Linked DNA regions of Sus scrofa: regions 1 and 3 are each linked to region 2. The links are chromatin contacts, called in public Hi-C and HiChIP or PLAC-seq maps. All regions are on one chromosome and are shown on one strand. The core of a region is the stretch at or near the end of the contact, and the rest is flanking DNA. Distances in the headings are between cores, read along the strand shown. Region 1 holds the start of TMEM19 (transmembrane protein 19). Region 2 holds the start of RAB21 (ras-related protein Rab-21). Region 3 holds the start of THAP2 (THAP domain-containing protein 2).

What was found. A called contact is a pair of places that touch in the nucleus more often than the background predicts. HiChIP or PLAC-seq counts read pairs in DNA pulled down with a chosen protein or histone mark.
Region 1: a Hi-C map of skeletal muscle shows a contact between it and region 2, with 4 times the contacts expected there. The contact joins the promoter of TMEM19 here to the promoter of RAB21 in region 2. A contact is called at or near these places in 1 of 5 promoter capture datasets (liver), 6 of 47 Hi-C or Micro-C datasets (embryonic fibroblasts, heart right ventricle, liver and 1 more) and 2 of 2 datasets of contacts at active chromatin or transcription factors (alveolar macrophages and skeletal muscle).
Region 3: an H3K27ac HiChIP or PLAC-seq map of alveolar macrophages shows a contact between it and region 2. The contact joins the promoter of THAP2 here to the promoter of RAB21 in region 2. A contact is called at or near these places in 1 of 5 promoter capture datasets (liver), 13 of 47 Hi-C or Micro-C datasets (alveolar macrophages, brain, embryonic fibroblasts and 6 more) and 2 of 2 datasets of contacts at active chromatin or transcription factors (alveolar macrophages and skeletal muscle).

What each region holds. Positions count from the first base shown.
Region 1 is chr5:35,689,914-35,693,896 of Sscrofa11.1, forward strand. It overlaps TMEM19 (transmembrane protein 19), which reads left to right and starts at 2,084. Exons shown (of 6, transcript XM_003126376.6): 1 at 2,084-2,774. The coding sequence starts at 2,579.
Region 2 is chr5:35,755,725-35,760,084 of Sscrofa11.1, forward strand. RAB21 (ras-related protein Rab-21) reads left to right here and starts at 1,549. Exons shown (of 7, transcript XM_003481659.4): 1 at 1,549-1,992. The coding sequence starts at 1,843.
Region 3 is chr5:35,668,987-35,673,215 of Sscrofa11.1, forward strand. THAP2 (THAP domain-containing protein 2) reads left to right here and starts at 2,294. Exons shown (of 3, transcript XM_003126383.4): 1 at 2,294-2,936. The coding sequence starts at 2,866. It overlaps ZFC3H1 (zinc finger C3H1 domain-containing protein), which reads right to left and starts at 2,205. Exons shown (of 35, transcript XM_021092001.1): 1 at 1,342-2,205. The coding sequence starts at 1,939.

The DNA of each region.
Region 1 (3,983 bases), core at 834-3,333, 65 kb before region 2:
TTGTTGACAGGTTTTCAGATTATCAAAAAGTTTAAAATTATCAGATCATAAAATCGTGTTTCTTTCTAAAGAATATTTTTAACTATATTAAGTCCTCCTAATTATTTCAGCCTTAAGGTAGAATAACTTGTTTTATGAAGAACAATGGCAACAGGGACACAGGGAAAAATGGACACAGGGAAAAAATGGAAAAGAAATATTTATTTGAAGTGTTAGTTACCAACATCGTTATTATTTAATAAGCAATTTTAGCTAGTTATTTATGAGAGAGAAAATCATCCCTGATATTCAGAAACTAGCCTGACACAGCTAGACTTCAGTGTTGTTAGAAGATGGCCTGATACAGTGAGGTCATGGTTTTCTGTTGAAGACAATCTCACAGAACACCAAAAATCAGACAAGATCACCCTATGACTGACTACTGAACAGAGGGTTGGGGGAAAGCAACCTAGTTCATAATTTTCTCTAAGCAGAGACAAAAACAAGGTTACTAGCAAACCACAAAAATATTAGGTTTTATTACTAATAACTCTACCCAATTGTGTGGTATCACTGATAGTGGCCATTCAATTTTCTGAGGTAATCCAGTTATTTACCTATAAACAGACCCAGACAAAAATGAAGTGGAAAAAAAATTTCTGCATAAAGACCATATATGCATGTAGTCTAGTAAGAGAAAGCCACTACTATTTAGTCCTACTTTGCAAATTTGGTTCTCAGTTCATAAGCTAACCAAAGCAAAGGGCTTTAAGTAGTCTTGGCATGTATTATAGTGTGAGTTTTCAAAATGTAATTATTTTTAGCGGGCTAAAATAAATTTGGGTAAAATGTCTGAAACTGAGGTGTCTTCCTACACTGTAAGGAATTAACTAAAAAATTTCAGAATATAATATTATCAATGTCACTGTTAACCCAGCAAACAAAAGTTAATTTCAAATAAAACGTGAAATCAATCGCTAGAGTCAGACTTTTATTTATTTTTTTTAACTTTTTTTTTGTCTCTACAGGGTAGTACCCGCAGCATATGTAGGTTCCCAGGCTAGGGGTCTAATAGAAGCTCTTGTCGCAGTCCTACTCCACAGCTACAGCAACCGCAACCGCCAAATCCCAGCGGCGTCTGCAACGGACACCACAGCTCATGACAACACAGGATCCTCAACCCACTGAGTGAGGCCAGGGATTGAACCCGAAACCTCATGGTTCCTCAGTTGGATTCGTTTCTGCTGAGCAACCACAGGAACACCGAGGCAGACTTTTAATAGTAAGGAGTGGTCTGCTTTGTAAATAAATTGACTGAATGCACAGACTTTAGTTTTTATTTTTTTTAAGGCCGAACCCACAGCACATGGAAGGTCCCAGGCCAGCAGTCGAATTGGAGCTGCAGCTGCCCGCTTACAACACAGCTACAGCAACACGTGATCCAAGCCATGTCTGCAACCTACACAGTAGCTCAGGACAACAGGTAACTCCGGATCCTTAACCCACTGGGCAAGGCCATTGATCAAACCCTCCTCCTCAGGAATACTAGTCAGGTTTGTTACCTCTGAGCCACAATGGGGAACTCCTGCACAGAATTTATGAAAGATGTGAGAACAAATAATAATTATTTGAGAGTTCAATAGCAGGAACTATGCAAAGCTATCTTTACACCTCCAGCAGCCAGCAGTTTATAAGCGCTAAACTGTGTTGTTTTAAAATGATTTCCTCAGTCATAAAATTCCCTTTCTACAGCCCAATACTCTCCCCCTGAAAAGTACATGATATTGTACGGAATGAGCTGTTCATAGATGGAAAAACATTCGAATTGTATTCTCAACATGGACTTGGTCTAAATTCACTTGCATGAATGATCATCTATACTATTACTACCGAGGTGGTGGTTTCACTTTTGGGGTTATTCTGGAAACGGAGGGCCTTTCAGGTGTTCCAAGTGTCTAGATTCTAGGAAGCTTTACAACGCACTACATTACAACGCATTACAAACACACACCGGACTGAACACGGAACCTCCTTGCTCCGTCCTCCCGCTCCAGCTGCCCTTGGAGCCGCCCTTTAAATGCTCGCGTGATCGAGGTACCGCCCACAGGTGGCCACGGCGCATGCGCCTAAGAGGCGAGCCAGGGGAGACGGGCGCACAGCAAGTCGCGGGCTGAGCGCTAGGGTCCTTGGCCCTGGCCCGCTGGACCCGGCGGTGCAGGCGTCCATCCGGACGTGACCGCGCTCCCTTGCGCTGGACTTGCCAGCGGGACACCCCACATTTAAGCTCTGACTCCGCCCCTTTGCGCCACCGACCCCGGGCGTCAGCGCGTGGCAGGCGGCGGGGGCGGAGCTAGCCACCCCCGGCCGCTGATTGGCTGCCTCCGCTTCCCCTTCCCGAGAGTTCAGGTGTGAAGTGACTGCTGTCCGCGAGCCGGCGCCCTGAGGAGTTACGCTACGCTCTTGCAGCGAGGTTTTAACCTCACCCAGACTCCTCTGGCAGCGCTCAGCCAGACCAATTTTTGGAAATATTTGGGTTTATATTACTTTGCTGTCGGTGGAAGATGTCGGCTTCTACACGAATGTTTTGCTGGCCACTTAAATGACTTTTTTTTTCCTCAGAAACGCGAAACATTTTCTCCCCCAGGTGTTCCTATCCTCATTTTTCATGACAGATCTTGATAACAATTCATGCAAAAAATATATAAAGATGATAACTAATATAGTTATACTGAGCCTGATCATTTGCATTTCTTTAGCTTTCTGGATTATGTCTATGACTGCAAGCACCTATTATGGTGAGTATGAATGTTTTGATTGTCTTTTTAATTTGTGGGATTTAAAAGGTACCGTTGTGAAAGACAAAACTCTTGTCTTCTGAATAGTTGTAAACTGTTGTGTTTAGTTAACTTCCGGGGCCTGAATTACCTTAACTAACCTGGAAATATACAGTGCCTTGAACCTTTTAAAGCCTTTGAGCATTGCCGTTTGTCATAATACTAGTTACAGCAGTTTGAAAAATATGTTTTTATGTTTTATGTAATTATTGCATCTAGTTTGGTGGAGAGTAAGTGAGGTGAAATTTAATTTTGTAAAGCACTTGCAGTGATGCCTTTACTAAGAATATTAGTGAGGTGGTTTACCAGTTCCATGTGTCTTGTACAAAATAAAAAGTAAAAATAAAAGATGACACAATATTTACACTTGGAGATTTGGATTTTTTTTGTCTGCACTTTGGTCCCTTCAGAAGAACAGACCTGTTTTAAAGCCTGAAACCAATTTGCATAAATACTCTAGACTCAAATCTTTAGGGTTTTTATTTTTTGTCTTTTTAGGGCCAACCCACGGCATATGAAAGTGCCCAGTTTGAAGTTAGAGGTCAGATTGGAACTACAGCTGCCAGCCTATACCACAGCCACAGCAATGCCGGATCCAAGCCTTTGTACAAACTTCCTTGGTACCCCTTTACAAAAAATAGGAGTTCCCTAGTTGCACAGCATAGGTTAAAGTTCCAGCGTTGTCACTGAAGCAGCTTGGGTCGCTCCTGTGGCGTGGGTTCCATCCCTGGCCCAGGAACTTCCACATGCCAGGACTGAGGCCAAAACACGAACAATAACCAAAAAAAACAAAAACAAAACCCACAGAATACTGTTCAGTTCAAAGGAAAAGTGAAAAATCAAGAAAGTGAACTTTTATAAGTGGTTGTATCATAAGTGATTGCTGTTTTAGACCTTAGTCCTTTTGCAAAGAGACATGTGGATAATAGAGTGCGTGTTCTCCAAGGTACAGGAGCTTTCAGGCTGTTCATTAATAATGATTCCCGGTAGGAAATGAGAGTTATGGGAAAAGATTCTTCTTGATGCTAGTATTAACCATGACTTGAACTAAATATACCAGGATTTGTTCATTGAAATGACCCCTTGGGGCCAGGCACTTGATGCAGACAAGTGAAGCTGTCCAAGTCTTTTCTTTGCATATTAAACACGGGAACAGTTTACACTTCCAGA
Region 2 (4,360 bases), core at 299-2,798:
CACGTTGCTGTGGCTCTGGCGTAGGCCGGTGGCTACAACTCCGATTCGACCCCTAGCCTGGGAACCTCCATATGCCGTGGGAGCGGCCCAAGAAATAGCAAAAAGACAAAAAAAAAAAAAAAAATAGTACACCCTACTCTCTGCTTGCAAAGCTCTCCTTCCTTTTTGCCTAGGTTACTCCTACTCAAAAGTAACATTTTCCCAGAAGCCTCCCCTATATGCTGAACCATTTGGATCCCCATATACATTTGCAACATAGCTGAACTGCTTTATCAGGATGAAAGCATTCCTTATATAATGAATGTGTCTGTCTTCCCTGCTAAAATGTAAGCTCTATGACATAGGCATTGTATCTTGTTCATACAGTGCCTGGCATATGTGGGCACCTTCAAATATTTGTTGAATGAATGAATGGACTATCTGGTTTGAAGTGGAAAAGGAGTCTCATAAAAAATATTTGCCTAAATGACATCAAATTTCTAGTTGCAAACTTTTAGCACTAGTATGGTTTCTTGGAAGAGTATGTTTCATGAAAGAAAGAGGATGCAGATGAGGAAATATAAGCAATCATCAAAGAAGCCAGGCCTATCAAGGTGGTATCAATACAGTATGTCAAAAACTTCATGGGGCAGAGTTTCCTAGTGGCCTAGTTGTTAAGGATCCCAAGTTTCCACTGCTGTGGTTTGGGTCACTGGGGTGGCTGGGGTTTGATCTCTGTTAGGGGAACTTCTGCATGATGCAGACACAGCCCTTCTCCCTCCCCCCCCCAAAAAAAACCTTCATAGGGAAAAAAAAGATCTTCATGGAAGACAGAAAAACTGGGAAACCAAGGCATAATGGTTTAAAATGTATCATTCATTCCCAAATATTTATATAATGACTATTATGTGCCTGGCATTGGGATTCAGAAGCTCAAAGGTGGAGCAAGTTCTCACGTAGTTTTTGTCTTTAACAAATTTACAGCCTAGTAAAAATATTCAGCAAAGTAATTTCCAAGTAAGCGCTGCTAGAGAGGTTCTGCCAATGTTATGAATTACCTAACTCAGGTGGGTAAGAAAGGGATGGAAGGATAGAAGGAGAAGGATGGGTAGTCAGGGAAGCCTTTGAGTTTAAGCTGACACCTGAAAGATGAGGAAGAGTCCAGGTGGTCTGGGGGAACTTGAAGTTCAATAGCTAGGATTTGGGACCCCACAGAGAAATACTATCAAGATACTGACGGCACCTTGGCAGATTCGGCTTATGGGGACACTGGATGGGAGAGGTCATTAGCATTGCGAATATTCTCTAGGCATGAACAACATTCTGCACTTCAACATTCCACCTGAGCTGGGGTTGCTTGAAATTATTCATTCCTTATTCCTGCTCCCAGCAACTGCAGAGTGGTGTGCCCCGCAGACACCCTAGGTCTGCAGGCGAGACCGGCAGGAGTTAACTCCACTCTCGTCCAACTCACTGCGGGTGGGGGCGGGAGTGGGGAAGAGGCCCCAGAAGCCCCGCCCACATCCAGACACGTTAATCTACGCCGCGTCCCAGGGGCCGCACGCGGCCGCGGCGATCATGTGACCCGAAGTGTGACGTAGGAGGAAGGAGACGCCATTAGAGGGAGGCGGAGAGGGACAGCTCTGCCTTTCCTCGGATACCTGACGTGGTGGCTGGGGCCCGTCATTCTCGGACTTTACCTCGGTCCTTCCAGGCCTTGCCCAGAGGAGGGAGTGGAGACGGCGCCCGGGATTGGCGGCGCCGATGCGGAGGGGCCTGTGTCGGCCGAGGCTGTGAAGGAGCTGCGGTGGCCGTGGGGCGCTCGGCACGGCTCTAGGGCTCGGGCGTTAGGGACGCGACGGGATGGCTGCGGCCGGCGGCGGCGGGGCGGCGGCAGCCCGAGCCTACTCGTTCAAGGTGGTGCTGCTGGGGGAAGGCTGCGTGGGAAAGACGTCGTTGGTGCTGCGCTACTGCGAGAACAAGTTCAACGACAAGCACATCACCACTCTGCAGGTGCGGGCCCCGGGGAGCGGGAGTGGCGCCTTGGGGCCCCTACCCCTCCGGGGCTCAGAGGACTTTGTTGCCACGGTTCTCTGTGTCGCGGGGCTCTCATATCTCAGGCCTGTCACCTCCGCCTTCGGATTCACTTTCCGAATTCGCCCTGGGGACGGCGTTTGTCCGGGCAGCCTGGAGACACAAGGACGGGCTGTTGGGAGGGGAGTGGAAGGGCCCTGAAAAGTCCCCAGTGTGGCCGCGCATGTCGTGGAATCCCCATCGGTGGACTAGTTTTTCCCCTTTGATTCGCTTCCGCTTAGGCCCTAGGTGTCTTCACCCTGCGGTCCACCAGTGTCGGTCCTTTTTCTTTCTTTCGGAATTAGGAATTTAGCTGAGGATTTGATTTTTCGAATTAGGTGATTTATAACTTCAGCTCTTACTGATGACTAAGTGTTTATGCATGTTCCATTTTGTCCTGTCTTCGAGTAATATGGTGATTGGCAAAACATTCATCTCCAGAGGGTTTTTGAAATGACCGCTTGCCGGTGTGGGTTACGCAGTTCCATTGCTGCCTGCGTAGGTCTGACTTGTGGGTCACTTGTATTCAGCGATGTGGGTCGATCCATATTCACATGGAAACGTCATGGTCCTCAAACTAACAGTTTAGCTACAAATACTATTTCTTTGGTTGTAATTTAGGGCCGCCTTTCATCAGCAGATACATCATGGTTAGTCAGAAAAGTGTTAAAATGTAGTCATTAATTGGGAGTGAATTCAGGCTTTTGAGGTGGTTGGAGTCTCCCTCTTCCAAAGAAATCAGTTTGCACGTGTTAGAAGAAAAGTTTCCAACGAATCTGCCCTGATCAATTTAGTCAGAGGCAGTAAAATCTAATGGACTTTTGAGCCTGATGTTTAGGTTCATATCGCAGTTCCATCCCTTTAACTAGCTGTTTGATCTTGGGCAAGTTAATTAACCTCTCTGTGCCTAAGTTTCTTCATCTGTTAAAATGGCCCTGATAGTAATATCTAGCTCTTGGGGTTGTCAGAGCAAATACACATAAAAACACTTAGGACCTGGTCCAGTGTAAGCTCTCTATCTTTATTATTACTACCCCCAATTGCACAATACATCCTAATTAGTGATTGTGTCGTTCATAAGTACATGGACATTATTTAATAGAATGCACAATCTCCTAATTATTGTGACATTTGATGTTTGATGCTATTTTTAAACTACCAAGTCTAGAATTTACAAAGATGCTCTGGTTCTGATTCCATGTTCTATTTTTACTCCTCTGTAAAGCATAATATCTGAAATAGTGAATGTCAGGAAACTGCATTTTTTTTTTCTCATGTCTTTGTATAGGGTCACTTAATGCAATTTTAGTTGTAGTTGAGTTATTAGTGAGATCAGGGAAATTCATAGGATAAATACCTATGGTCAGTTGGAAGTTTAGAAGTTTATTTAGGTAAAGTATAATAATATCTAACATTTAGTTCTTACTGTGCTAGGTATTTTACTTCTGTCTTTTAATTCTTATAACAGCTTTATGAGGTGGATAGTTTTATTAGCCTCATTCTACAGGTGATGAAACAAGTGTGGCAAAATTGAGTAATTTGCTGGCCATCATATTGCCACAAGTCATGGTTCCCAAGCTGAAATTTGAATCCAGTTCTGACTTACTTTGAGCAGTAAGTCACACTCTCTGGATATTGGTGAACAACCCCTTAGTGGGGTTTTTTTTTGAGCTACACATCTTAGAGAAAATAGAAAACCATTGTAACTGAGCTCTTTATTTTTTTTTTAAAGGTAATTTAGCCCTTCAATCTAAAAATTACATGACATTATACATTCTAAAAACATCCTTGAAGCTAAAAGCAGGCTAAAGATTTTTAATTATCTAAGAGAAACCACTGCATTCTACACAGAGAGAATGAAGTTATGGTGGATCTCTAGTATCAAAAACATAGAACTCCTGATTTTAATATTTATATAACTCTCGTCACAAACAGTACCTGGATAATGTTCTAGGTTTGAGGATTTTGCTGCATACCAATGTATGAAAACATCATTACAGCCTTTCTCTTTGTCTTAGCTATCAGTTCATCTTTTCTTTCTTAACAGCTTTTCAGAGAAATTCGACTTTGTTGAGACCCGTAGGACACAATCTTGTATGCTTTTCATTTCTAAATGGAGGGGAGATAATCCTTCATAAGATACGAGGGGAAAAGTTTCCCTTTTTTCTTGTTAATAAAACTACTACCTATCTTTTTAAAAAACTTTGTAAAGTACATTGGCATTCCTATTTTAAAGACTGAGTGGAACCTAAGATAGTTTATGGTGGATTTTCTTTGTGGTGGAGTGGGTTAAGGATCCAGCTTTGTT
Region 3 (4,229 bases), core at 1,044-3,543, 86 kb before region 2:
GATGCAGGTTTGATCCCTGGCCCGACACAGTGGCTTAACGATCCAGTGCTGCAACTGTGGCGTAGGTCACAACTGTGGCTCGGATCTGATCCCTGGCCCAGGAACTCCATATGCCTCGGGGCGGTCAAAAAAGAAAAGAAAAAAAAAGTTAAATACCAAAATGATTTTTTCTGAAACAATCCTGGAGTGCTCCTAATCCAACTTTTGGTTGTAATTTTTTCAGAGCACTAGCACCAGAAGCTGCTACTTCTTACCTAAACCTATATTTCTATCCTGACATCTGGGAAAGACAATTTGGGCCTGAGTATCCCATGAAAATAATGTTCACTGTCTCCCAAACAAATGTCATTATATGTTAAGTGTCATATATAATGAATATATTAAAAAATCATTACACCATGGAAATTACAATCAGTAATAAAGTTCTTAGTAAACTTTTTATGTGGTTATCATGGAATAAGTCAAGACACAGACATATAAACACATCTTAAAATGGCAAATCTTCAGATGAGTAAACTCAGGAATGTTTAAAGATCAGAAGGGACAAAAAACAGATATTTTGCAATTTTCCTTCTCAATCTCTCCATAATCTCCACCTTCCCATAAATCCCATGGTTTCCAATATATTGAGATAAAAATGCTGTTAAGTTTCATTCTCTCTGTAGCCCAACTCTAAGAGTTATAAAATGTCAAAAATGTGAACATAAGAAATAAGACTTAAAGTTTTCCAAAAAAGACATATAAATTTAAAGCCTCTGAATTAATAGAGCTGGTGAATATACCGGGGTTTTTTTTTTCCAACTTTAGAAGGCAGCAATGTGTAAGAATAAATCAAGATAGAAAGGTTAAAACAGACTCAAATAAAAGCAGTAGGATTATGCAGAATGAAACTTCACAATTTCCAATGTCGCAGTGCAATATGATATAAGCAATGGTATTCCCCAAACTTTTTATGGCTAATATTTTTTTTCTTCCTCTAAAAATCTAAGTCAACATCACCTAAAAGCAAGGGTAGTATTAAAAAGAGGGTTAATGAAACTTGGGCTTCTGATGTAATATTACAGATCTGATTTTACACTTCCTTAGGTTCCATTAGTTTGGCCCCCATCCATAACACGTAAATATTTATTAAAAAGCAATAAACTCAATAAAGTAATTTTTTAAAATAACGCTACGGTTTGACACATGGAGATTACCAAAGAACCAACTACGTTAAGTATACTTACAGTGACAAGCGGTTCTGATGGTTCAGAAAAGTTACTCATCTCAAAGACCTAGCAATGACGCTAAAAGGAACTTTAGTAGTGACACACCCAGGGCAGACCGCCACGTTAAGGATACAACTCTTCCGAGGTGGAGAGGGCTCTCGCCAGCTCTGACTGCTGCTGAATCCAGATCCTGCTCCTCCTCCTAGGGGAGGTCTGCCCCCCGGCTTGCCTCCTCGCTCACCCCCTCCTCGCCCCCGACTCCAGCGACTCCCACCCCGGTAAGGCCTGCCTCGAAAACGGAAACGGTCCAAGGCAATGTGGCTCCGTTCCCAAAAGGACGGCCGGGGGCTGCTTTCGGACAGTGAGCTCGAAGGCATCCGCACGGAAGGCGGGTGAGACCTGAACGGCTCTTTGGGTCGGTAGCTGCTGTGTCCCCTGAGGTGGCCCCGCTCCGACGCGTGCCGTGAGCGTGAGAAATTCCTCAGCTGCTGCTGAGAAGAGGACGACGACGAGGAGGAGCCACCGCCTCCGCCGGATCCACCACCCCGGGCCGGGTGAGGAGGCCTTCGCCGCGGATACGGTAACAGCCCTCCGCCACTGCTGCTGCTGCTGCTCCGGCTCCGTATCTGGCTGTTATTATCGTCATCGCTGATCTCTCCATCTTCGAGCTCCCCTTCTTCCTTGGGCGAGAGGCCACTGGAGGCCGGGGCCGGAGTATCTGCGGTCGCCATCCCGGGAGCAGTGCCTTCCACACAACCTTAGCCCTCTGTCCGGGGATCCACCCTACAATTGTCTTCCTCCTCTGTTTCCTTTTTTCCTAACGGACCCGGTCGGTGCGGTTTTACAGTACTCGGACACCTAGTGGGCTCTGCTCCCCAACTTCCCCGCACCCCAGCTCTTTCTCGCCGGACCGTCGCAATTCAGTTCCCTTCCCTAGCGCCCCCTTGCTCTCCGCGATCGGGGCTCTTCCGCCTCGCGAGAAAGGGTCTCTGGAAGTGGCTCTACTCGTGACGTCACTTCCCGAAGCACGCAGGAAACAAGGCTCCCAATTCACGCGATAAAAATTAGGACGACGCGATTCTCAGTGGGCGTTGTAGTTTTTTTTGAGTATTGCTTTCCGTTTGTCCTTCCAAAATCTGTGCCTGTTAGCTACTCCAGACCCTAAACTCGGGTTTCTGGGTGCGTGGCAGGGTAGGCGGGTCTCTTCTTAATCTCGGCTGCGAGATTCATATTTCATAGTGATAGGGGGCTGGTGGGGGGCATACCTCTTCGATTGCTCAAAGAACAACTACCAAAGAGACCAGTAGTCCCTCTCTTTTGGGAGCCAGCGGTAGGGCGGGTTGCGTTCGCCATGTTGGTGAAGGCAAACGAAGGGGACTGGAGCTCCAGGACTGTAGGCTCTGCTGCCCCAAGTCCGCCATATTAATAAAGAGAAAGGGAAGGTTGACTACCCCCCCCCAGCTACACACACACACACACACACACACACACACACACACACAACACGCATACACAACCCCTTCCTCGCACGCAGGTCCCACGACTCAGTTCTTTGGCCCTTCCCCTGCCACGCTTCCCCAGTCTCTGCCCGAAGGGAGCGTAGCAACCCGCACCTCAAATCAGGCTTAAGACAGCGCCGAATGAGGGGGAAAGGGAAATGCCGACCAATTGCGCCGCGGCGGGCTGTGCTACTACCTACAACAAGCACATTAACATCAGCTTCCACAGGTAACCTGGGCAGGGAGTGCGGGTGACGAAAACGGGAGTTCCTTGACTGGGTATCGCTTGGGGCGGGGGGGAAGACCAGGGAGGATTCTACTAATTCTGATAACTTCCGTAGCTAACTAGTAGCAGAGGCGCAACATTTTTACCCTTTGTGTGTGTTTCTCAAATCTGTCCAATTTTTCTCTCCCTTCGGGGAAGGTTTGCTCACTTTGAGAAAGAGAGCCAAGTTCTGTACGGTGATTGCTCCTTTAGAAAGTGACAAGGAAGATACCTTAATTTTCTACTCTTTTACTCCTGTGTATTAGATCAGGTCTTGACATTAATGACACCGTAAGAGGAAGTGAGATCTTCCTGTTCAAGCCAGCAATCACCTAAAAAGCCTGCTGTGTTCTCATTAGAAGTTAATTCTTACTGGCTGAACTGACATGGGAAGCATTTGGATTTTTAATCTTTTAGTCACAGGCAGTAATTTTGTGGAGGAATTGAGTCATCATTAATAGCCGTGGAATTAAGCGATGTTAATGAAAGTGGGAAATGAAAGCTTTCTTTTCTTTTAGTATGCAGAGTAGTATAATAAAAGGAACCCGGATTGTGTTTTTCCTACGTTTGCTGGAAGAGCAAGCAAAATTCTTTAGTTCTGTTAAATCAGACCTCTTGAAAGGGCTTTGAACACTATATGACATAAGTACTTAGGTAAATGTTTTACCTTCTCTACAAATGCCTGCCATATGCCTGAAGAAAGGAAGGATTCAAAAAGTTGAGTGCAAACAGTTCTGATTTTATATACCTCACAGCTTAATAAGGTCGTAGAATGTGGAAAATAACCCTGACCTTTCTCCTTATCTCATTATGACTAAATGTACCTTCTTATTAAAAGTTAGTACTAAAAAACAAACAAACAAAAACTCTTGTGGTGTTTCTTTTTGTCATCTACTTCATGCACATGTAGTCCTTTGTTCATTCACCCATCGAATGTGTACCAAGCTCTTATTTGCCTCTCCTACTAGGGATCCAGGAAATTATCTTCCCGGAGTTGGAATGAGAAAGACTGACACAAATAATTATGGTTAAGTGCCACAGAAGAAACCTTTAGGGAGACCTAGCTTTGCCTTGAAAAGTCAAAGAACACTTCTCAAAGGATGTGAAAGCTCAAATGAGACCAAAAGATGACATAAATTTGGTCCTGTATGCTACACTTGAGAAGCCATGGAAGCTTTAAAAAGAATGGCATGATTAGATTTGTATATTAAAATGACCTCAGGCTTCAGTGTAGAGAATTATAGTGTTACTTAAAAG